Regions from separate parts of the Mus musculus genome. Here regions 1 and 2 are each linked to region 3. Evidence: chromatin contacts called from public HiChIP or PLAC-seq data. All regions are on one chromosome and are shown on one strand. The core of a region is the stretch at or near the end of the contact, and the rest is flanking DNA. Distances in the headings are between cores, read along the strand shown.

What was found. HiChIP or PLAC-seq counts read pairs in DNA pulled down with a chosen protein or histone mark.
Region 1: an H3K4me3 HiChIP or PLAC-seq map of fetal liver shows a contact between it and region 3, with 3 times the contacts expected there. The contact joins the enhancer-like site here to the promoter of Eif2ak1 in region 3. A contact is called at or near these places in 5 of 39 promoter capture datasets (Sertoli cells, cancer-associated fibroblasts, embryonic stem cells and 1 more), 1 of 15 datasets of contacts at CTCF or cohesin (large pre-B cells), 7 of 484 Hi-C or Micro-C datasets (CD8 T cells, the G1E-ER4 cell line, bone marrow-derived macrophages and 3 more), 56 of 115 datasets of contacts at active chromatin or transcription factors (the 230-238 cell line, CD8 T cells, DN3 thymocytes and 36 more) and 5 of 9 other capture datasets (adipose tissue, embryonic stem cells, liver and 2 more).
Region 2: an H3K4me3 HiChIP or PLAC-seq map of embryonic stem cells shows a contact between it and region 3, with 50 read pairs. The contact joins the promoter of D130017N08Rik here to the promoter of Eif2ak1 in region 3. A contact is called at or near these places in 2 of 15 datasets of contacts at CTCF or cohesin (CD8 T cells and pro-B cells), 2 of 484 Hi-C or Micro-C datasets (bone marrow-derived macrophages and nephron progenitors), 15 of 115 datasets of contacts at active chromatin or transcription factors (the 230-238 cell line, the SCID.adh cell line, bone marrow-derived macrophages and 8 more) and 3 of 9 other capture datasets (adipose tissue, liver and pancreatic islet).

Annotation. Positions count from the first base shown.
Region 1 is chr5:143,872,986-143,876,804 of GRCm38.p6, forward strand. Eif2ak1 (eukaryotic translation initiation factor 2 alpha kinase 1) reads left to right here. Exons shown (of 15, transcript NM_013557.2): 3 at 766-899; 4 at 2,675-2,712. Among named protein-coding and RNA genes, the nearest start is that of Ankrd61, 20 kb to the right of the region's middle. Within about 2 kb of position 1,821, at least 9 of the 459 cell types and tissues checked have an H3K27ac peak or open chromatin away from gene starts, as enhancers often do. A contact at or near this core is called in epiblast stem cells, fetal liver and trophoblast stem cells, where this site is marked.
Region 2 is chr5:143,757,082-143,761,335 of GRCm38.p6, forward strand. D130017N08Rik (RIKEN cDNA D130017N08 gene) reads left to right here and starts at 1,273. Exons shown (of 2, transcript NR_015486.2): 1 at 1,273-1,708. It also overlaps a transcript of Usp42 not described here.
Region 3 is chr5:143,815,256-143,819,080 of GRCm38.p6, forward strand. It overlaps Eif2ak1 (eukaryotic translation initiation factor 2 alpha kinase 1), which reads left to right and starts at 2,537. Exons shown (of 15, transcript NM_013557.2): 1 at 2,537-2,753. The coding sequence starts at 2,636.

The DNA.
Region 1 (3,819 bases), core at 571-3,070, 57 kb after region 3:
TTTCTGAGCCTCCTGTAGGTGCTGGGAATTGAGCCTAAGACCTAGAAAGAAGAGCAACCAGCACTCTTAACCACTGAGCCAGCTCTGTAGTCTGCTTTCTTTTCTCTTTTTTCTTCATCTTCTTTGCCTTCCTCTTCCTCTTCTTCTTCCTCCACCTCTAACACTTTCTCCTCCTTCTTCCCCTTCCCCAAATCCCTGCCCCTGCTGCGACACAGGGTTTCTCTGTGAAGCCCTGCCTGACCTGGAACTCACTCTGTAGACCAGGCTGGCTTCATACAGAGATCCACCTGCCTCTGAGGCCTCTTGATGGATGAGGTCAGTGGCGTGCACCACCACACCCTCCCTATTCTTTCTCTCTTGTACTTTCCTGTCTTTTCCTTGTTTTTCCTGTGTTCTCCCTCTTCCCCTGTTCTCTCTCTCCATCTTGGTTTTTCTCTTCCTCTTCCATTTCTGGTGTAGTGTGAACCACTACACTTCACCCTGTCTGTATTTCTTTATGCATAAATTAAGGATATCTCTACAGAAACACCTTTTATTGCGGCATCTGGTACACAACCTATATGTCTATCTATTGTGTCCCCCTCCCTTTTTGAGACAAGGTCTCATTTAGCCCAGGATAGCCTTAAACTTGCCGGGCAGCTGATAGGTGACTTTGGACTCAGGATCCTTTGTAGTGTCCTGCATGCTGGGGTTACAGGTTCGCTTACCTTGTCCTGCCTGTTGTCAGTTTTCTAATAATAGCTTATCATGGCTTTTTTCTTATAGTACTGTGCCAGACTTTTATCAAGATGGGGCTGCTCTCTTCCTTTACCTGCAGTGATGAGTTTAGCTCTCTGAGACTCCACCACAACAGAGCCATCACTCATTTAATGAGGTCTGCCAAAGAGAGAGTCCGTCAGGTAAGCCCTACCGGGTGTACTTTGTATGACAAATACATTTGAGTCTTAGAGCAACCATATGTGTGAGCTGAAGACATAGCTCAGCCATTACGAGCATTTGCACAGGGCCCACGTTTGGTTCCTAGCACCTACAGGGTGGATCACAGCCATTGGTAACTCACTGTGTGGTGATCGCCACAAACATCGGGCACTGAATGAAGTCAGTACTTGTAGGCAAAAACACTCATACACATGAAATGCAGTAAGAAAGAAAGGAAGGAAACGGAACACTGTTGTTTTCCTGTGTTTTGTGTAGTTCAGTGGCAAGGCATTTGCCTGGTGTGCCTAGTGTGGGCTCTATCCCCAGCGCACACACACACACACACACACACACACACACACACAAAAGAAATAGAAAAAGAATGATAATTTTTAAAGCATTACTTAATTTTAGTTATAGGAATTGTTCTTAAATACAAACTTGGTCAAATTGACAATATTAATTGTTGTTACTAATATTTACTATGCTATACCATTTTATGGGAGGGGGGAAGGAAAGAAAATAGTCTAACCCTCCATGAAGCTTATGTTCTGATGCAGGGGGCAGGAAACAGTAGGGAAAGTTAGAACAGATGTGGGGGGGGGGGGGCACACAGGCAGGTAGTGGAGGGCTTAGGGAACATTGGGAGGGGCTTGTGGACACCCGGGCCTCACTGAGAAAGAGTGGTCATGTCCATGGCTGAGAGGGAGTTAACTGCAGGGGCCTGGGGTGAAGTGTTCCAGGCAGAGCCAAGGACTTCGATGGAGCGGTAGCTAAGTGTGTGCTGGTGGTGGTGTGCTGCTCATTTTTGCAAGGCTGCCTTGCTTTTAGACAGAGTGGGTAAAGGGGAGGAGTAACAGGGTGGGAGGGGCCATGAGAATGTGGGATTGTTCCCTCCTCCCGCCTTCCTCAATGAGTCGGGGCTGGGCAGTCACAGCAGCACTATAGCCCAGGCATTTCTTGAACTCTGCAGTCCATGTTGGCCTCAGCTCTCTCTATCTCCAATCTAAGCTGCCTGAGTGCTGGGATGACAGACATGATCTTGAGAGCATTTTAAGGAACTTGGTTTTACACAGAGTGGGCACAGGAACATTGCAGGATTCGGAGCATAAGAACATTTTAACAGGCTCACATCTGAGCCCATGCTGCAAGTCTCCATGGTGGAGAGAGTCAAGGGCAGGGCATGGGCAGGAGGAGGGCTCCAAAGCGGGTGGTCACAGTGGAGGTGGGAGGAGTCGGTTTCTACAGACATTTTTGAAGTGAAGTCAGTTTACTCTCATGGAGCTCCTTGCAGATCAGTTCTCAGCTTGGAAATATTTAAAATCATGAACTATTAAGTAACATTATAATGTTATTTTAGCTGGGCGCGTGGTTTAGTCCTATAATCCCAGCACTCAGACAGAGCCAAAGAGGATAGCTGTAAGTTTGAGACTAGCTTGGTCTGCATGGTGACCAAGGCTAGCCAAGGCTACATCAACACCCTTTATCAAAAACAAACAAGCGAAAGCTATTATCCTTATGTTGAGGACTCAGGTTTGTAATTCAAGTACCCAGCAAGTTAAGGCAGGATTATGAGTCTAAGGCCAAGTTTTGCTACGTAGAGAAACGTGTTTCACAAAATCCCCTGTAGAGAAGTAAAGTCCTGGACTGTGGTCTGCCTTGGGGATTTGAGCATATGAGTTACTGGGGTGTTGAGTTTGATTCCTTGTTCATCAAATGTTTCATGTGGTTCTTAAAGACAATATTTTGGTTTTAGGATCCTTGTCAAGATAATTCTTACATGCAGAAAATCAGGTATGTATCCTGTGCTTTTTCACTAACTCAGATAAGTCAAAGAAATCAACAAGTTTATAAAAATTACTCCTTTATTCTTTGTGTTTTGAGACATAGTCTTGTTGTGTAGCCCAGTCTGGCCTGGACGTTAGCTTCTCCTCCTGCTGCCGTCCAGCATGCTGGGTTACAGGCCTTGCCCACAGCCATGTCTGTCTGCTCTAGGAAAGCGCACAGCCTGAGGCCTGCACCATGCACTGCTCGAAAGTTTCCTTTGCTTCTCATGTTCCCCACTGCATGCGGCTTCTCTTCAGCTTGCCCTTCCCTCCTCTGTGTATTTGAGGCAGGGTCTCATGTAGCAGGGGCTGCTTTCACGTTTGCCATATACTGAGACTGATCTTAAATTCTTGGTCCTCCTGGCAGGCATAAAGTCTTTATCTGTATGTGTGTTTGAGTGTGTAGATGTGCACACTTTCTGAGTGCTGGCATCAAGAAAGCTCTCCCTCTCCGTCTCTCTGTATTTGTTTGTTGGTTTTTTGTTTTTTGTTTTTTTGTTTTGTTTTGTTTTGTTTTTTGTTTTTTCAAGACAGAGTTTCTCTGTGTAGCCCTGGCTGTCCTGGAACTCACTTTGTAGGCCAGGCTGGCCCGGAACTCAGAAATCTGCCTGCCTCTGCCTCCTGAGTGCTGGGATTAAAGGTGTGTACCACCACCGCCCGGCTCTCTCTGTGTTTGAGTGAATATGTTTGCATGCACCCGTGTGCCACTGCACTTTGAGGCCAGAGGTTGATAAAGCTATTTTCTCCATCTTGCTTCCCATTACATATGGAGGTCTTGTTGCATGCGAAACTTTGTGATTCATTTAGTCTAGCCAGCTCGCTTGCTCTGGGCTCCCTTGTTTCTTCCTCCTTACTGCTGAAATTGCAGGTGGGCCACCATGCCTGGCAGGCACGTATATTAGCACAGGGCTCTGCACTGCAGCCCTCATGCTCACAGATAGCAAATGCTTTCTCCACAGAGCCTTCCCCACAGCCCTCTTCCCTGCTTGGTTGGTTTGTTTGTTTTGTTGTGTTTGTTTGTTTGTTTGTTTTGACTCAAAAGTCTTGTGCAACCCAAACTGTCTTTCTGCTGGAG
Region 2 (4,254 bases), core at 23-2,522, 59 kb before region 3:
AAAGCAGCATTCCTAAACAAGACAGAATAAAGGAAACTCTACAGGCCCCTGAAGCCATTTCACAGGGGCCAGGGGAGGATGCTACCCCTGCCCAACTCTCCCTGAAGGCCTTTGGTACAAACTCGATCCTTCATTTGCATTATGGACAATGTCATGATGGCTGTAATACTCTCGCTACACATACCCTTTTCGACCCAAAGCCGTTTGTCTCAGCTTTCTCAGACAGGGCTTCACGTAGCCCTTACCTAATTGTGTAATTACCTCCTCCTCACCCTGTCTTTATTTCCCATATGTCCAGATTACAAATATTGATACCTCACTAGGTTTGACTACAATTTAGAAGCAGTAAGCCATTGCCATCTTTTTACATTAGGCCCATAAATCTTTTGCTATATTTAGGTTTTTGAAATAAGTATGGCAGGCCTGAGGTGGTGATATGAAGAGTAGACTCCAGGTTAGGGTCAGGGCCTGAAACCATAAGCCTGTGACTCTCAGGACTTAAATAGTCCAGCCTAGCTCCTGTTTTGAACTTGGAGGCCCAGGTCAACTAGTCAATAGCCTACCAGCGCCTCCTCACTGCTCAGCATTTCCCCTCTCCTTGGTCTCTCTTCTCCTTTCCTCCCTCCCTCTTTCTATACATACATTGAATGTAGCCCAGGCTCTCACCAAATGGTCTATACACCTCAGGATGATATATAACTCCTAACACACTTGCTTCTACTCCTAAGTGCTGGGATTAATGACATGGGCCACCACACCAGACTCCTTACTCATGATGTCTGAGTAAGACAAAAGAACCAAACCCGGGTGGCTCTTAAATATATATTACATGGATGTATAGTGTTTGGGAGTATAAGGTAGGAGGCCATTGTGGACACGGAGCTTACTTTTGGTCACAGCAGAATGACTGAAATTAGGTGTCATGGTCAAAGGGGATTAGGTTCTCTGAAAGACAGTTTGTAAAGGCGGCAGGAGGGCCACACAGTCGAATGCGACCCTTGGCTGCCGCTCCCAAAACGCCACCACTAAAGTCTTCCAGCCAGTTTTTGCCCATGTGGGACCAACCCATTCTTCCCTACCGGAAGTGGAAGGGGGCGGAGCCGGCGGAAGTTCTATCTCCACCAGGCGCAAGAGGCCAATGTGTAACTTCCTCCCGGGGAGGGGACACTTCCAGTTACTGCGCCCCAACCTAACCCTACGGGTGCCGAGCGCGGCCAGCGCAGTGCGCCTGCGAGCTGTCCCTGCATCCCGCGCGCAGTGGGCGTTACTAACGGACAGCACCGGCCTCTGGGAGTTCAGATACAGTGATGCTTCAGAAACTGTGGACCCTCGGACCCAGCCCCTGTTAATGTTGAAGGACCAGGAAATATGAATCTAGGTAGCAGCTGAGGCTCTAGCTAAGGACCATGCAAAGCGTGTTGGAGAATGTGTTTCCAGCTCACCTAAGTAAAAAAAAAAAGACTACCCGACCCGACCGCACAGATTCGCAGTCGAGTTGAAATCGATCTGAAAAAAAGAATTGGTGCGCGTTAATTTAAACAAATCTCCTAAGATCCAAGGCTACAGGATCCGAGCTCACCAAAGATCACAACACGGGGTATGAGTTCCCGAGAGCCTGCTGTAAATACGCCAGCTATTTAATCTCACTTGGAACCTGCAAGTTAGGTAACATCCAGATCTCCTTCCCAAATGAAGGGCCGTGGCACAGGTTAAGTAAAACTTCATCCTTATTCACCAGTGTGTGCATGTGCGTGTGCGTGGAGATAGTTTTCTCAACCCCTGCCAAAAATGACATTATTTTAGGACCCACTGTTATAATGGTACTAAAAATATTAGGGTAACTTTTTTTCTCATTTATTTTTGAGATGAGGTCTTGCTGTGAACAGCCCATACACTTGTGCTAATCTTGTCTCTGCCTTACAATGCTGCAATTACAGGGCCTGACATCATGTCCAGCCTTTGTTTTTTTTCAGACTGGGTGTGCTTTAGCTCAGCTGTCTGTAAACTTGGGCTGTAGCTGGGGTTTGCCTTGGCACCCCCTACCTGCCTCTCATCCTGCATAAGTGCTGGGAATTACAGCACTGTGCTACTGGCTAGGCGTTTGTTAAAGCTTTGTCAGAAGCTTTGTGTACTTTCTTGAAAAGGTTTTTTGTTTTTTAAAGCAATGTAATAATATATCCTTTGCCTCTTGTACTGACATTGAGGCCTCAAAGCCAAAAGGATTGAAATTGGAGCAACCCTCTCATGTTGGCGGTTAATTGTGGAAATCGCCATGTAAGATGTCTTAGTTGACCCAAGGAATTCAGTGAGGATTCCTTAGCCATTCGCCTTGGAGGAAGTGAAGAAGGCAAGCCAGATGTGGTACGCTCCTGTAATCCCAGCACCTGGGAGACTGAGGCAGAAGGATCGCTGACTGAGAGGCTAGCCTAGATGACACTGTGTGTTCTAGACCAGCCTGGGCAAGAGAGTGATACCTTGTGCCAGAAAACTGAAAAGCGGAAAAATATTTTAAAAAGAACCACAGCAGAAGTGGCTGGGGTGTCGCTCAGTCGTGCTTTGCTTGTCTAGGTCAGGCAAGGCCCTGGGTCGGACCCCCAGCATCACACCAAGTCGAGAGGAGGAGGAGAGAGAGAGCAAAAGTAGGTGTGCTCACCTGCTGAGTCAGCCGAGTCTGCACGCTAACTGTCACTGTGTAGGTGAGGACCTACCAAGTGAGGGTTCTAATCTCGATGACATCACAAGTGTTGCCTGGCACCAAGTAAACAAAAGTTTTCCTGGCCAGTTCTCACCCCAGCCTGATGCCTGAGACATAGTTGAACTTGTTTATTAATTCCTCCTGTGTCACAAATTACCCCTTAACAAATACTTTAGAGTCTCTGACAGTCCAAATATCAGTGTGATTTTATTTTTCTTCCCTTAAAAACAGATGAGAGGGTCAAGATATCTACTCTGGTGTCTCGAACGTATCTTACAGGCATGTAATGTTCATTCTGTGGTCTTGAACACACAGACCAATCTCAACAGAGCACAAGGAAAGTTGGCGAGGGTGTGGCAGCCAGAAGTAACTCTTGGTAGGCACCATTGTGAAGGCTAGCAACTGCCATTTTTCAAAGTCTAATTTAAAGCACACTCATCCCCCTCTCCCTCAGACCAGGCAGGGCTCCCAAGTCTGCCTATCTAGTGCTGGGATTATAGGTATGTCCCAAGATGCCCACCATCCCTGATCCTCGTAATTTTGGGAGGCCGGCTGTCATGCAGCCCAGCGGGCCTCACTGTTGGCTATGCAGTCCTTGGTAACCTCAAACTTGAGGTAGTTCCCCTACCTTACCTCCCAGGTATATATGTATTACGGAGATGAGCCACTCTGCATGGCTAGCTACTTTTTAGCCAGGCTTTGCCCAAAGTCTGGCACCTGACAGTTTTGTGATCCTATATTAAAACAAACAAACAAAAAAAATAAGTCTTTATAACAATGTGTTTGCCTCTTGACATTGAGACCTCAAGACTGAAAGGATTGGCAGTTAACTGTGGAAATCATCACGCAAGATGTCTTAGTTGAACCAAGGGATGGGAGGAGTTGGTTTCAGTGAGGATCCTTTTGGGGAAGTGAAGAAGGCAAGCTGGATGTGGTGGTACACTGCTGTAATCAGTATGACCCAGCACTTGGGAGACTGAGGCGGAAGGAGCACTGACTTAGAGGCTAGCCTGGACTATGCTGTGTGTTCTAGACCAGCCTGGGCTGTCACAGCATAGGCCGTAGTCTGTAAGCTAATCTTGATGGCCTCACAAGCACTTCTTGGTAGCTAGTCAAATCAACCAAAGTCTTACTGGCCAGTCTTCCCCTAATATGGCATTTTAGTTTAATTCATCTATTCCTTCTTCCTATGTCATAAATTACCCCTAAACAAATACTTGAGTTTTTAAAAGGTCAAGATCTGTGTGCATTGGTGGGTTCCGCCCCCAACCTTAAAACAGAGATGAGAGGTGACAAGGTGATTGCCATCTTAAAGTCGTGTGATACTCTTTGACGGACTACTCTCACTAGGGTGAAAGGGAACTTCGCAAGAGGATGGAAGCCAAAAGGAAATTACTCTCTCTCGTTAGCAATTACTAAATATCTACAAAGTGCTCTGAGCTGTTAAAGAAATGAAGGAGTGTAAATGTGATACCGTGTATATACTTACATATGTTTATTGGTCTTAACTCTCTGCTTCCAAGTAAATGCAGTTTTATGAGTGGTACTAACCATGCATA
Region 3 (3,825 bases), core at 1,287-3,786:
CCTGATCTTCCTCTTTCCACACTCAGGTCCTGAGATCACAGGCCCGCAACACCATGCTTGCTCAGCCTTGTATTTGGGAAGCATTCCTGTGAAGGGCATTGTTGAGTTATAAGCAGTGGCTTAAAAAACATGGGTGCAGCTCCGGGCGTGGTGGCGCAGGCCTTTAATTCCAGCACTTGGGAGGCAGAGGCAGGCAGATTTCTGAGTTCGAGGCCAGCCTGGTCTACAAAGTGAGTTCTAGGACAGTCTCAAAAAAAACCAAACAAACCAAAAAACCCATGGATGCATTCAGTTAAATCATTCTCCTGGAGGGCTGCTCTCTTCCCACACACGAGAGAGGCTGTATAGAACCGCGTGACTCTATATGGAACATACGTTAAAATAAAAATGTCAACTCTACCAATTTTTCATACCACGCTAAATTCGGAGCACAAAACAAGATGCTCATGCCAGCTGTACTTATCTGCATTGAGAGCTACTATGGATTATTTTCAACAGCACTGCACTGACAATCAAAGCAGGGACATTACCAGAGGACAAAGACGTTAACCTTTAAAAAACAATTGTATGTTTATGTGTGGTATATTCATGTGTACATGTTCATGTGCATGCATATATGGAGGCCAGAGGATGGTATCAGTTTTTCTTTACTGCTCATCACCCTATTTCTTTAAACTTGTGTGTGTATTTGTGTGTATGTATGTATATATATATATATATATATATATGTGTGTGTGTGTGTGTGTGTGTGTGAGGGTATGAGTGTATATGTGTATATGTATGTATGTGTGAGGGTGTGTGTGTGTGAGGGTGTGTATGTGTCTGTGTGAGGGTATGTGTGTATTTGTATATGTATATGTGTATGTGTGAGGATGTGTGTATGTGTGTGTGCCCACAGAGGCCAGAAGGTGTTGGATCCCCTGGAGCTGGAGTTACAGATAGTTTTGAGCTGCTAGACATGGTGCTGAAAACCAAACTCAGGTCCTCTGAAAACAAGTGCTCTCAACCACTGAGCCTTCTCCACCATATATATGCATATGTATGTATGTGTGTGTGTGTGTGTGTGTGTGTGTTTGAGACAGGGCTCCTCATCGATCCTGGAGCTCTCTGATTAGGTAAGACTGGCTGGCCAACAAGCCCCAAGGATTCTCCAGTTTCTGTCCCTTGCAGGTTCTAGTATAACATGCACAGTTGTAGCCAATGGCTTTTGTGTGGGTTTCTGGGGATTTGAATTCAGGTCCTTAGGCTTGAGCAACAAGTAAACTTACTCCCAAGTCCCAGCATCGATTTTTGAATCTTAACTTCATCATCTAGGGTAGCTTTGGAGGTGGGTGGGTGGGTTCCAGGTGGTCACAAGGAAAAAAAAAACCTTTGGTTTGAAACCAACTGGAAAGTTAGTCTCAAAACCCAAGAATTTCCTTTAGATTAGATTCTCTCTGGCATTTCCCATTTTGCTATGGTCTGTGATGGATCAAAGCAAGTTTGCTCTACTCGAGTCAGGACTTGTAGATAAATTTGTTTTTGTTCTGAAACAGGGTATCATTTAAGTCAGCCTGGCCTCAAACTCACTATGTACTTGAACACCTGGTCCTCTCATTTCTACCTCTCAAGTGCTCAAATTTAAAAATTAGAAGCATATAAACCACTACGATGGGTGATTTTTTTAAAAGATAGTTATTTTATATATATACGTATCACTTATACATATACATGTACATATATATATATATATATATATATATATATATATATATATATATATATGCATCACTTCTAAAATTAGGTCCCTTAGATGGCTGGATTTTCGAAATTAAAACACAAAGAAGAGGTTGGAGAGACGGTTCAGTAGTCAACAGCATTTGCTGCTCTTGCAGAGGACCTAGTCCAATTCTCATCAGTTATCAGTCCTCTGTAACTCCAGTCCCAGGGGATCTGATGCCCTCTTCTGGCCTCCATAGGCAACAGACACACATATGAAGGCAGAGTTGATATACCAACATCCATAAAATACTGCTTCTACTTTCCCGGTCTCCCCGCTCCCTCCCCCGCGCACCATGTATCTTCCCCTCGGTTTATTTACTTTGCCCTTGCCCCAACATCAGTTTTCACTCTCTCTGGTCTTCTTTCTGGTTTGTTAGGCTTTACCCACACTTACTCCCACGTATATCCATTACAGGTTAGGATATCTGCATTTGAGCGAGAAACACGCGGTCTTTGTCTTTCCGAGTGTGGGTCCCCTTGCTTATTATACTTTCCAGAGAAAAGTTTGCAGGTGTGAGATCTGAGCGTTTATGATGCCTACAGGGATAATATGGGAAGAACAGAGAACCAGACACAACCCACAGGGTCAAGGAGAAAGGTCCTTCCTACACAGGCAGCGCCGCACCACGCCGCGCCAGCACACCCCTGCTTGTCCTGCCCACTCGGGGCACACCCGCAGTGGATCAGCCAATCATTTCCTTTAGAGAAAAAAGGGGCGGGACAGCGAGAGCCCGCCCCCCTACAGAAACTTCCTGGTCACTGGGGCGGGACTTCCGTTGGCTCTTGTGTTACTTCCGGCTTGGGGGGAGGCTCTAGTGGCCGGCAGCGTCTGGGGACCGGCAGAGCGAGGTTACTATCCACGCTCCGAACGGCAATGCTGGGGGGCAGCTCCGTGGACGGCGAGCGCGACACGGACGACGACGCGGCGGGGGCGGTGGCCGCGCCTCCTGCCATCGACTTCCCCGCAGAGGTGTCGGACCCCAAGTATGATGGTGAGACAGGGATGGCTCGCGCAGTCCCACGGTTCGCTGTTCATATGAGTTCCTGCGCGCCAGTGGTCCCCGGTGGTCACCTAAGATCCTAGGCCGCCTCGGGGCTCGAACTCGGGCCCAGAGCTGTAGGGCACCGGGAGGTGGCGGGCAGGCTGTCAAGGGTTAGGTAAATATTTACTACAAGAGCGTCTACGCTCTACCCGTTTGTGGGCATTTGTATTTCTTGACTTCTGTTTTGCGCCACTTCCCCGAGGCCGCTTTTCGCTTCTTGTTTTTCTTCGCTGAGTGTAATCTTTGTTCACTGCTAGAATGAGATTAGATAAGTAAAGATTAGATAAGTAATGATTTCTTTTAGCGAGGTAGTACACGAACGCTCCAGTTTTCTTGAGGCTTTTGATACATGTAAATCAAATTGTGTAACGTAAGGCGCGTCGTCTTCAAAACATCGATTCTTATGTAGGTTAACGTTCTGGTATTTTACAGAAAGTGCAGTTGGTTGGTACCAGTTGCTTGAGCCGTTTTAAAACTGAAATTGTGCTCTCGATAGTGAATACACCGAGTCGTGGTGCACTCTTGTAACCCAGACGTATGGAAAGTGGAGGCAGGAGGATCGGGACTTGAAGGGCAAGCCTGAGCTTCATGTTGAGTTCCAGGGCAGTTTGAAGTACATACGACTCTATCTCGAACTAACAAAAAAGGATAATGACGGTGGAGCAGTGACAGAGAATGTTTTAGGATGAGTGAGATCCTGGGTTTATCTTCCAGCCCCCAAAACATACATCCAAGGAGGTTTTAGCTGTATACACAGAATGCTTATAAGGTTACAGTAAAGCTAGAAATGAGTATGTTGTAGTGGAGTTAGGAGTGTACACTAAATTCAGGGTTTTTTTTTTTTCTTCTCCATTTTCATTTTTAAATCCTGCCTGTAATAATTGACCACAATGAGAAATAAAAGTTGTTCATCGTGGTGACTCAGTAGGCTGTATAGAGGCTGGTTGTAAGATAACTTTTAAATGAATATGCAGATTTTCCCCACACGGCAAGTGGCATGTTACTGTAGCCCGTGAGCCGA